Regions from separate parts of the Mus musculus genome. Here all the other regions are linked to region 1. A link is a contact called in public Hi-C and HiChIP or PLAC-seq data. All regions are on one chromosome and are shown on one strand. The core of a region is the stretch at or near the end of the contact, and the rest is flanking DNA. Distances in the headings are between cores, read along the strand shown. Region 1 overlaps Efcab12 (EF-hand calcium binding domain 12). Region 2 has its middle 5.5 kb from the start of Gm36190. Region 3 overlaps Syn2 (synapsin II).

What was found. A called contact is a pair of places that touch in the nucleus more often than the background predicts. HiChIP or PLAC-seq counts read pairs in DNA pulled down with a chosen protein or histone mark.
Region 2: a contact with region 1 is called in a Hi-C map of the N1E-115 cell line, with 5 times the contacts expected there. The contact joins two enhancer-like sites. A contact is called at or near these places in 1 of 39 promoter capture datasets (hippocampal neurons) and 1 of 484 Hi-C or Micro-C datasets (the N1E-115 cell line).
Region 3: an HNF4G HiChIP or PLAC-seq map of pancreatic cancer cells shows a contact between it and region 1. The contact joins two enhancer-like sites. A contact is called at or near these places in 2 of 39 promoter capture datasets (cranial neural crest and liver), 2 of 484 Hi-C or Micro-C datasets (CD8 T cells and the N1E-115 cell line) and 1 of 115 datasets of contacts at active chromatin or transcription factors (pancreatic cancer cells).

The regions. Positions count from the first base shown.
Region 1 is chr6:115,822,013-115,826,084 of GRCm38.p6, reverse strand. Efcab12 (EF-hand calcium binding domain 12) reads left to right here. Exons shown (of 9, transcript NM_001110506.1): 2 at 2,374-2,828; 3 at 3,783-3,968. Among named protein-coding and RNA genes, the nearest start is that of Efcab12, 14 kb to the left of the region's middle. Within about 2 kb of position 2,079, at least 116 of the 459 cell types and tissues checked have an H3K27ac peak or open chromatin away from gene starts, as enhancers often do. A contact at or near this core is called in the N1E-115 cell line and pancreatic cancer cells, where this site is marked.
Region 2 is chr6:115,054,898-115,058,969 of GRCm38.p6, reverse strand. No RefSeq gene overlaps it. Among named protein-coding and RNA genes, the nearest start is that of Gm36190, 5.5 kb to the left of the region's middle. Within about 2 kb of position 2,124, at least 15 of the 459 cell types and tissues checked have an H3K27ac peak or open chromatin away from gene starts, as enhancers often do. A contact at or near this core is called in the N1E-115 cell line, where this site is marked.
Region 3 is chr6:115,219,209-115,223,280 of GRCm38.p6, reverse strand. All of the region lies in intron 1 of Syn2 (synapsin II), which reads right to left. Among named protein-coding and RNA genes, the nearest start is that of Timp4, 31 kb to the left of the region's middle. Within about 2 kb of position 1,695, at least 43 of the 459 cell types and tissues checked have an H3K27ac peak or open chromatin away from gene starts, as enhancers often do. A contact at or near this core is called in pancreatic cancer cells, where this site is marked.

The DNA.
Region 1 (4,072 bases), core at 830-3,329:
TACTCTTTCTTAAGATGACTTACAGTTAAAACGTTCTTCACAACTTTAGTGTTGTGAAAAAATTGCCCGTACTGCAGTTTCCTGCCAGGCAGCAACTATAACCAAACTGTTTGTCTAATCTATTTACAAAGACAAACATAACTAGATAACTCTGTCACAGTTTTGTACGAAGTGAGCTGTATGAGCGCTCTCATAAGATGATTACTCTTGTAATTATCTTAATTACAGTATACAGGTGAATTAAAGATCTTAAATTTGAAGTCAAACTGCAAGCTGCAGTCAATGGAACAATAGCAGTTTTAACCATAATTTTTAAGTTTTTTGTGCAAGGTTAGGATAATACCTGTAACCTTGGGAAAGCAAAACCCAAGTTTAAAACAATTTATTATCTTTAAAATCAATATTAGAAGCATTACTATCATATTACGAAGTTTGGATGTCAATTAATACCTATGAATACCTATTAAAGCAAGCTTTAATGCTTTAATAAAGAGACATTGCTTTAAATCTTATTTTAAATTTTACTATTTAGGATACGAACCACATTAATTATTACCTAAACTAGAAATATCTTTAGAGACCCAGCCTCTTGGGCTGCCTTATGCCATGTGTCGGAAGGACTCTAAACTTGAGTTATTAAATTTAACACTAACCATCTGTAGCAATGTAACAATTATTAATCTTAACCAACAACTTATGAGCTGATTGTGAAAACACTCAGAGCACATTATCAATAAAAAAGAACCAAATGAAGCAGTTACATTTAGACCAATCAGAGAATAATAATTTTTGTAGCTACAACCATAAAAATAAAAAACACTTTACCATTGTCAAACACATTAATCATGAACCATTTACTAGCTTTTTTACTCTGAAACTTAGAGGCTGTGCACTCGCCCTTATTTCCTAAAACGAACAGTTTTTCCAGCAGGGGCCCTCTCGCCACGTGTCTGATTCCTGGCTGAAACACGTGGCTCTCGGCTTTGCAGATAAAGTTTTTTATACCATCTTTATTATCCAACACAAAACATAGAACATTCATTCATACAGACTGGACACGAACATACATGAATTGAACACGAGAACAGATTGGTGCACCGGACATTAGACAAGACACAAAAGGGAACAGAGTACTCTTGCTATAAGGCCCAGAGAGAAATTTCTCTCTGCTTTTGGGGACACTTTCCTCCCTTATGATGCATTTTTTATTAACTGGGGCAATCCGCCTATTCCTTTTAATAAACCCTTTCTTTTCTCACACCTCATGTAGCTTCGGAGAGCTACGGCCTACCGCCTATTACCCAGCTCCTCACTGCTGAACCTAAGTGAACCAGCGCTCGGGTTTAACGCTGTCTCAGCTTAGCCCATACCTTCTCCGGTATGAATTTCCCTTATCCTTTATTTTATGGAGCTCCGAACCAGCAGCGTCTCTTCCAAAAATCCTTTGCCGTTTCTCAGTCCCGCGTTGGTTCGCCAATTGTTGTGTCCGGCCAGCAGACCACAACCTGGGTTCTAGCCTGGAAAGGCATTTTGGAAACCTGGAAGAGAAGAGGGGCTAGGTGGCGAGAGAAAAGAATGTAGCCAAGACAGTTACTCTGATCAAGGCTCAAATTTTATTGTTGCGACACTAGTTATGAAGGAAGGGGGAGGGGACCCGATTCCCGCCGAATAATCTCGGGTCCAGTAGAAAGGTGCACGTGTGTGGCTCCTCAGGTTCCAGCAGTGGGCGTGGCAGAACGAATGAGCAGGAAGCTCCACCCCGAGCAAGCAGGTTTCAGGCTGGGGGAGGGGAGACTACACATGAGGGCTAGCCAATTGGAGTTAAGAGCTACCCAGATGGAACATGGCAAATTATGACTTGGTTTACTGAAGGGAACATAGATTCTAATAGCATTGAGGGGATATCTACCCGGTTCTAGTGATGATTGAGGCATTATAAATATAAAGCTTGTGTTTCTTTTATCTGGGAACAGGATAATCAAAGACAGGGTAGAAGCCCCTGCTGGAGATTGAATACTTCCTACAACAGCAGACCAGCACTTAGACCCAAGCTCTCTGGCTCAGAGCCTTTGCCCCCACCAGAGGGTGCTGTGATACCTAGGATGGTCAGACAGAATGAGGTAGATTCTTTGGAGCACATGCAGAGTGTAATAGGAATCAGACTGTAGAAAAGCCCTTGGCTTCATGTCTTCTGTTGGTGTGTGCAGGTGATGTTAGCTAACACCGTTTTCCTTACCATTGTGATGCAGTGATGCAGCCAGGCCAGGGACCAGGCACCCTGATACACAACTAGTTCCTACAACAGCCCCTTCCCTCATTTCTTCTTAGTGCTCTTCCAAAAAGGAAGTCACCCTGTAACCTTCTTCTCCCAAGGGTCCCACCACTCTTTCACCTCCATAGAAGATGACCTCGATGAAACCACCAGCAAGGTTCCTGTCTTCAAACCTGAGCTAGTCACTGCCCATTGCTTCAGGCAGTTGAAGCAGAAAGACTTCCGCCTGCCAAAGAGCCGCCGGAGGATCATCATTGTGCCTGGCACAAAGGACCAAGTGCCAGCCCGGCCCACAGTTCCGCCTGAAGCTCCCCTCCCACTCATGCCTAGCTTCAGAGTTCTGGATACTAGCGACACCCAGGAGCTACCAGTGGACAAGAAGGTCTGGCTGAATCAGAGGGCAAAGCTTCGGAGGCAGCTGGAGACATTCGGTGATGTCAAGACATGGCTGGACAATAAGCCCAACATCACATCATCAGAGTTCAGGGTTCTGTCCATGATTCGCCAGGAGCAGAAAACCCCAAAACATACCTTGATTTCAATCAGGAGAGCCAAGGTGAGAAGTCCTAATGGCCAGAAGGTGCTGAAGGCGTCAGGGTAGTTGTTGTCATTTTGTTTCCTTGGATTAGACATGACAAAGTGGTTTACCCCCATTTTACAGAGGAGCAAAACCGAGTCCCCAAAGGAAAGTGTATGAGTGATCTATTGCTGCATAACAAATACTCCAGAGTGACTTTAAAAAGAAAAGAATCAAATGACTATCATTCTATACAGCTGTGTCTGTGATTCTGGAATCTAACTAAAAGGCTTTGTCTCCATCCATATTAAGAGACTGCAGTGCAATACAGAGGACAGCCTCTGCCTCCCAAGCTTGTTCAAATGGCTTCAGTGCCTACAATAAGAAGGCTTGCTGCCCACAAAGGAAGCCTTCCAGTATGGAGAGGAGGGGAGCCAGTGCTGGTTACACCCTCGGCTCTGGTCTTGTTACTGCGTCGTAACAGGATGAGCCGCTGAGTACTGGCCGCACCATGGGAATAGAAAGAGTCCATCTTGGCAGGGGGAAAGTCAAGGACCACGTGGATGTGATTTCAAAGCACCCCGGCTGGGGCACACTAGCAGTCTGTCTTGATGATGGACACCTGTCTGCTGGCGTGGGCAGGTGATAAACCAGTGCTTGTGGGCTGATTTGAAGATCAAGGCTATCGGGTTAGGGAGAGGAGGAAGGCCACCTGTGATGTCATTGCCTAACTTGGAACCATGGTTTGTACACTAAGAATTGAAGGTCAGCCCCCCATCCTCAATAAGCCAATGAAAGTACCCTAGTAAGAACAGGGGGTAAAAATGAGATTTATTCAGTATGGCCACATTGAGAACAGGGCAAATATATGCAGTGGATCCTGACCTCCAGACCATCTTTGGGCTTCAAAGTGAGATTGAACTTTAACAAGAGGGGTAGGGATATGCACATCTAAGCAGTCCTCCTCATCTGCCCCACTCTTGCCTCTTCTAGGACAGAGCTCTCAGACATGTCCGCCTAATTGCACCACAGCTGCGGCTGCCTAAGCCCCCTGTCCTGTCTGACATGTACGCCTACCTTCGTAGTCGAAAGATCAAGATCCTAGAGATATTTAGCAAGGGGGAGCGGGGCGAGAACCAGCGCATCTCCAGGGAGGAATTTCTCATGGCTCTGAAGGCGGTAAGTATGAGCTTCCCAACGGGGCTTGGTGTATGGTCCTCCCTCCCTTCCCCAGGCTCTGCACTCCTGAGGGGCAGCCTCCTATTTGCAGAACCACACTAGGA
Region 2 (4,072 bases), core at 875-3,374, 770 kb after region 1:
GTACTGGAAAAGTAACGAAGCCACTGGCTTCCCTGAGGGTTATAACACCACACAGACCTAGTGTAGACTCTGACTGCTGAGGGGAGAAGTGTAGATTGATGGTAAAGCATTTGCCTAGCAACTGGGAGGCCCCAGGTTCCACACTCAGCACACACACACACACACACACACACACACACACACAAATTAGTGAAAGTAACAAATACCTTTCAAGGTCACTGTAAGAAGCAGTTGGGGCTGGAGAGATGGCTAATTAGTTAAGAGCACTGACTGCTCTTCTAGAGGATCTAGATTTGACTCCCCAGAAGCTACATGGTGTCCCACAACTGTCCGTAACACCAGTTCCAGAGGACCTGATCTCCTTTTCTGACCTCTGATGGCACTGCCTGCCCTTCGTGCACAGACACGCATGCGGGTAAAACACCCATACACATCAAGTGAAAATTCCTAAAGAAGACCCAGGGAGGTGAAGCTCAGGAAACTCCGAGGTTAGTTAACACCGATGCTTTGGGTATTGACTCTTTCTCAGAAATGTGTGTTTTGAAAAGGGCTGTTGGCCGCTTAACCTCCGTTTTCTCGTTTGTCCCCGGAGGGTGTTTCCGTTTGTCTCCATGCTGATGTAATGAATGTGAGGATGAACTGTCCAGATGCCACTTCAAGGAGTGGCTTGTCCCTGCTGCCAGCTCCTGCACGGGCAGCTTGGAGACGAACTTGCACTGCAGACTGAGCTAAGGACCCAAGGGCCAGCCTGCTCCAGTCACTACAGCACAGCTCTGCAGGCATCAACCAAGGTTGTTGGTCTGCATCATAGTTCAACTTCTCCCTCTCCCAAGTCCTCTCCCTCCGCAGCTATTGATCCCTGATCAATATTCCACATGGCAACTCCATCTCAGCAGCTGTTCAGAGAGCCCGATTGGTGGCAATTAGTGTCCAGGGAGTCTGATAAAACAGACAACAGAGTAGGACCTTGATCCAGATGACTAACTAAAAGGTGAGGACAGACAGGCCCAAGCATGAGGTGACCCTGGTTTGAGTGTTACGAGTCCACCGGAAGGGATTTGGTGTGGGGCTCGTGTGTGGAAAGGATGCTCTAGCTGGCGTGCCATATGAGGCATGGGAGATGTGCAGGCAAGTTGTTGCCATAGAGACAATACAATTAGATGAAGGGTTAGTTTCCTGACTGCCATAATAAATTACCACAAACTTGGCAGGTTATAGGAGCAGAAAAATGTTCTGTAGACCAGAAGTCCAATGTCTCCATGCCTGTTCTGCTGGGGGTTCTGAGGCAGAGTCTGCTCATTGTCTTTCTTCTCATGGGTTCTGAAGAAGCCTGGGGCTTCAGACTCTATGTCTGAGTTCACCTTTATTTGGTGTTATTTCCCATGTCCTCTGGGTCCCAAATCCTCCTCCCTTCTCTCGTGAGGAAAGACATTTCTCCCCTGAAATAATACTCCTCTGGAGTATGAGCTCATGTTGAGGACTTTGAATCATATCTGCAATGACCCCATTGCCACCCTCAGATGTCTGTGATCGATTGATATTAGAGGAGCCACAACTGAGCCTGCTGCAGATGCTTGCTGAATAAATACGTTACTGTTAGAGCCTGGTGTTCCAGCTGCTCCAGAGGCTGAGACAGAGGATAGCTTGTGCCTGGGAATTTAAGGCCAACCTGGGCAATGGTGTGAGACCTTATCTCTAAAACAAGACCAACCAAAGAATAACCTTACTAAATGTTTGTGTGTGTGTATGTGTGTGTGTGTGAGAGAGAGAGAGAGAGAGAGAGAGAGAGGGAAGGGGAGGGAGGGAGGGAGGGAGGGAGAGAGAGAGAGAGAGAGAGAGAGAGAGAGAGAGAGACTGCTGAGTAAAAATCTGACATTGACAACTACCTGTGAAAGTCAAAGACCGCCCCCCCCCCACCCCAAGAGCCTACAAAAAAAGATGTCATCTATGGCAAGTAGACAGAGGCCAGATGAGATCCTGTACTTCATACCCAGAAGGGCCAAGCTCCAGAGATTATGAACTATGCAATCAAGACAAACCCATATGCCAGAGCTGAACCCTGCCTAAAAAAGGGGTGGGGGAGGGGTCATCTGACACTTGAGCTGGCGACATCTGGCCTGGAGTATCTGCCTGAGAAGCTCTAAGCCAGCAGCAGCAGCCCAGCCTTTTGCCAGCCAGAACAAGAGCTGTCCCTCAGGATCTGATGATCCTCCCTTCCTGGCCATGAGACCCACATCTAAATGGGCTTGGTGAGGAAAGAGACTACACCCCCAGAGAGACACCAGGACAGCATGCATCCGCAGACATAAGCAGAACAGGAGAGTAACAATGTCTGGCTAGCAGGCCTGGGGATTTAAAAACAACAACAACAACAACAAAAAGGTAAGGCTGGATTCTGGAGAGTTTAGTAATTTCTAAGCATACTCTCAAAAAAGACAAGAATTAACCCTCGGGAAAGAGCAGTCAGGAACGGAGCTCTATGGTACATTTACTCTCGAAAGCACAGGAGGAGCAATGGTTCACCCTAAGTAAAGCTGTCATTGCCAAGGAAAGCTGCAGAGGAGAAGATGAGAACACGCAGAAGGTCTGGGAAGATGGCTCAGTGGTCCCCAGCTCTTACATAGATGCCAGGCAGGCGTTGTAGCCTGCCTGTAACCCCAGTACCTGGATGACAGAGACAGGATCAATGAGAACAAGCTGGCTAGTTAACTAGCCAAACCAACGAGCTCTGGGTTCAAGTGAGAGACTCTGCCTCAAAATATAAGGTAAAGAGTGATCAAAGAAGACATCCAATGTTAACCTCTGGCTTCTAGGTGCTTACACATTAGCGCTCACATGTGCATTCACACATGCAAACATGTATATACACGGACATATATACCATATACACAAATACAAGCAAAATCATTATTTTTTAATGCTCAAGGAAGATGATGTGTCGGAGTCTGCAGAGAAACAAAACCAACAGAATACAAGCACCAAGAACTAGCTTACAATACTATAGAAACTGACAGGTCCTAAGATCTGCACTTGGCAAACAGATTACTCAAGGGAGTTGGTGCTGTAGCAAGACCCAGGGGGGAAATGTCTTTAAGTTTGAGTCTTAAACAGGAAAACCTAGGTATGGTAGCATGCACTAGTCACATAATAAGCTGATGCAGGTGGATCATATGATCACAGGAGTTTGAGACCAGGCTATACTCCATAGCAAGCCCGTGACCCACAAAACAAAAATTTAATGACAGATCTTCCATGTAGCCAGGACTGATGGCACAATACAAATGACTGAAGTCTGGAACAATGGAGGCCAGGGGGTGGCAATCATTGCCAGAAGCCAGATGGAGATTATTACCCTTGGAAAGAAGCCCAAGGGGGAATGATTCAGGGAGCCAATCAATGAAGGCAGCACAGACGATATATGTGTGCTACCTGAGGAAAGAAAATAGGGGTGATCTGCAGGCTTAGCACGAGGCTCCCGAGGGACAGCACAATCCTATGCCCTCTTCCAAACCTGAGCCAGTTTGGAGGCCTTGAATTCCACAAATAGGGACTGAGTTAGGACCCCTGAATCTCCACAGCAGCAAACACAGCGAGGACTAACTGCATCCTGCCCTGAAGGTACCCATGGCAACCATTCCCATCACACTTCTCTGGAGAATGGAGGATGCACTTAGAAGACTTGAGAACACGTGGTCTGAGCTGACCTGCAGTGTCCTGGCCTCCTCTGACAGAGCAGAGGACATACAGAAACACAGTCATAAATGGATTCCTGGGCCCAGAGACCAGGAAGATGGCTCTCCGTTCTCTTACCTCTGCCCAGCATCTCTGCTTCCTCTCTCACCTCCCTCTCCCCCTCTCTTCAAGCTTAAATCTCTTCCCCTCTCCTTTCCTCTTCTCTGTCTTTCTATTGCACCTGTTTCTACAACCCTTACCCCTCAGTCTTACACACTCTCACCTATCTTAGGTTGTCAGAAGCTTTTGCATCAGTTCATAGAGCCTTCCAATTATCTTCTATCGTGCCTGTACTCAGTTCAGAAATTCTCTCTGGAGCTTCAGGAGAACTGCTTCAAGG
Region 3 (4,072 bases), core at 446-2,945, 600 kb after region 1:
AATAGTTTCTGTGATTGTGTTACAATTGAAATTCTGGGAACTTTTCAGAGGGTATATAAATGCTAGAGCCCTAAGAGATGTGGTTGTTGGTTGATGGTCTCAGTTGTTAGTAGTCATGCTCAAAGAAGAAACAATAGGAAAGAAGCTAGATTTATGGATCTCTCCCCCCACTATCCTTCTTTCTCTCCTATCTGGTGATAGTGGCGAAACTGGGGGCTGGGGATAAAGGGTGTGAAAAAGAAGAACCTATGAAGTATAAAGACAGGCTACGTTCTCCTCCTTCCCGCCGTATCATGAGCCTCCTGAGAAGGATATGTGTTTCTCAAAGAGCTTACAAGTCCCATTGTTCAACAGCTCACCCTCACTCCTTTCTACTTTATGTGACTCATGCCTATGACAGATGATTTCATGTGTCAACTTGAGTAGGGTACTAGGTGCCCGGTTATTTGTTTAAACAGTATTTCTTAACACGTGAAAGTGGTTTTAGATCAGATTAGCATTTGAATCAGTAGACTAAGTAAAGCATATTGTCTTCTAACTCTCTCTCTCTCCCTCTCTGTGTGTGTGTATGTGTGTCTCTCTGTGTGTGTGTCTGTTAGACTGTCACCAAGTTGCTTCTAAACACAGGCTGAAACTTCTACTGGCGCACCAGTGTCTCCAGATTGCCAACTGCAAATCTGAGACCTTTTTAATCTCCATATGTATGTGAGCCAATTCTGTTTCCCACTGTGTGTGTGTGTGTATGTGTGTGTGTGTGAGAGAGAGAGAGAGAGACAGACAGACAGACAGAGACAGAGAGAGAGACAGAGACAGAGAGACAGAGATAAAAAGACACAGGTAAAGAACATTATAGCAAGAACTTTGCTGTTATGGGAATTGCTGTATTTATCTTATGCTCAGCTCAAACAAGTGTAAAAAATAAACATTTATAATGAACACTTACTCTAACATATGACAGGGCTGAATTCTAACTTAATTGGTTTTTATTTGCTTGTTTGTTTCTTTGTTTTTTGGAACATGGGGACAGGGCTTGTTGCTTCTTTGGAACAAACTTAGGGCCTTGTATGTGCTGGGCTAGCACTCTGCCATGAGGTACATCCCTAGCCCCTAATGTTCTATTTCAGGTATAAATTAACATAGCAGTTAATGAAAGGCTTGTAATTTTATTCTCATTATAACAAGAACACCATCTCCTCTCAGCTTTCTAAGAGAAGATTCTGCCTAGGGGCTTTTTAACTTCTAATAGCAGGCTCACAGAAAGGAAATGTTTGACTACTTCAAGATCTAACAATAGATCCTAGTCTAATAGCACACACCTGTCATCCCAGCATCAGGAGGCAGAGGCCAGAAAATCACAAATCTGAAGACAGTGTGAACGACATGACCCTAAAACAATATTACAGCAACAACAACAACAACACAGCATCAACAAGGCAGGTTGTTGCTCATCTTGCCCTGTGTTAAATTCCTATCCTGTTAGGAAAAACCTAACAGAGGCTGACCACGTTCCTTCCCACCCCTCTTTACAGCGAGAAGGTAATTCTCCCCAAAACCGGACACTAAAGTCGAACAGAGATCCTGATTACTTTCTGGAGCACTTGTGAAACAAGGACCGGGAAAGGCCTAGCATTGCAGAGCGCAGTGACGCTGGCTTTCTGTCGCTTCATGGGTGTGTTGCTTCTTAGGCTGCTGAATCACCAGGCCATGATTCACAGAGCAAATGCAAAGACGCAGGGTGCTCTCTCTCCCCATGCTCTACTCTCATTAGCAGAGGAGGCTCGAGCCTCCTTTCTCAGGCCAAGTGTAAGCTGCGGTGGCTGGCACTGTCAGCCCACTCACTCGCATAGCTCAGCAGAAACATTTTCATATCTCAAAGCAATAATGCTTTGGATTTCCAAATCCCAGCGCAGGTGGCACATTCCATTCCACAATTTTCCAGCTGGCATCACTTCGGGGGGAGATGCAGTCTTCACAACTGATGCTGGCAGGCTGGAAGGAGACCTGGCACTGTCCTGGAAGACATGTGCCATGGTGTCCCAGATGCACTTGAGTATAGCAACAGGAAAGAGAGACCATATTTAGGTGCCTTCTTCTCATCGTCACGGATGGAGAAACTGAAGCTTAGAGGAGAAAAGTGGACAAGATCGCACCATGGGAATCTTGTGGGAATGTTGGTATAATGGGAAATTCATGCCGGGGCCTGGTCTGGCTCTCTTCTTTGTCAATGTGTCTTTACTTCTAGCCACTGCTAATGATCCGAAACAATCCTCACACTCAACAAGCCCTGAAGAGAAGTTCTAAGAACCAACCCAATCCTGAAGACGTACCCCTTTTAGTCTTCGAACATATTTATTTGAAGAGGATTGTTTAGTACTGTTATAGTGAAACATATTCTATAAACTCTTTAAATATGATAATTCTCATTCATTTACTCTTTCAAAGAAGATCTACTAGATTGGGCACCTATTAAAGGCTCAACTGTCCACCAGGCATCAGATAAGGAAAGGTCTCACCTAGTTGTAACATAAGGACTAAAAAGGAAATGATGTTAGCAGAAGCACAGTGGAATCCTTACCCATGCACAGGCACTAGAGTATCTTAAGTACAATAAAGTCAATAATGGATAGTGTTTTACTACATATTTAGCATTGGTTTCTGAGTTAAGCACTTTATCCATCTTACTCGATTTTCATGTAAGAACTGATGAGGAAGGAGCACTACCCCTGAACTCACTTACTTCACAATGCTTCCAACACACAGCATTACTTAGAAAAACAAAAACCAAACCTTTAGCCAGGCCTAGTGGCATTCACCATCTCTGAACAAACTCTTTTGGTTCAAGGTTAGCCTGGTCTATGTAGTGAAACTGTGTCTCAAATAAACAAACAAATTCAACAATAATATCAACAAATGGAACTTTTAATGGGCATCCACTAGAAAGTCTCAGAACTTACTAGTAATTTTCTAAGATATTCACTTTCTAAGATATTTATGCTAGTTTTCCATTTATTTGATACTTTAAATAATTGATCATAACAATGCCCATTAATATTTGAACACACATTTCCAAGTAAACATGACTTCTAAAAGAGCCCATCGCTTTAAAAAGCTTACTTATGCATGCTAGTAGAGACAGCCAACTCCTTTATGTACAATCTGATACTTTTCTGACTAACAGGCAACTTTTATAACTGTTAATTTTCTTTTTTTTTTCTCACAGTGGCTTACAAAAGAAAAACATCCCAAACTTTAAGTTTTCATTAGTGTACATTAACTGAACAAAGTGGTGGGTTCACTATTGCATTTTCATGCTTGTATATAATGTACTTTGATCATATCTCCCCCCCATCCATTACTGTCCCATGTCTCCATTTTCAGCTCATACTGGACCCCCTTCCTTTTCTCAATGGTCTCTCTCTCATAGAATATTTGTTTTTCTAAGTCTGGCTTATCTTGTCCAATAGAATTTTTGTGCCATCTAGTTTCCTGCAAATTACACACTCATGTTCTTCTTTCTGGTCAAATAAAACCCCATTGAGTATATATACCACATTTTCTTTATCCACTGATGAATATCTAGGTTGATCTGATTAATAATACTGCCACTGTGTTTTGGATGAAATGCTCACCCCCCCATAAGCTCAGGGAGTGTCACTATTAGGAGGTGTGGCCTTATTGGAAGAAGTGTGTCACTGGGAGTGGACTTTGAGGTTTCAAGTATTCAAGCCAGGCTCAGTTTTTCTCTCTCTTCCTGCTGATCTGGATGTAAAACTCTCAGCTATCTCTCCAGCACCATGTCTGCCTGTGTGCCACCATGCTTCCCGCCATGATAATGGACCAAACCTCTGAACTATATATAAGTGAATTCCAACTAAATACTTTTCTTTGTAAGAGTTGCTTATAAACTCACTGTGTCTCTTCACAGCAATTGAAACCCTGACTTAGGACAGCCAGCAACCTAAATATATAGATATCTCTATTATGTGACTTAGATTCCTTCAAGCATCCTCAGGAATACAGCTGGATCATATGGTAGTTCTATGTTCAGTTGTTCTGAAGAACCCAGCTATTG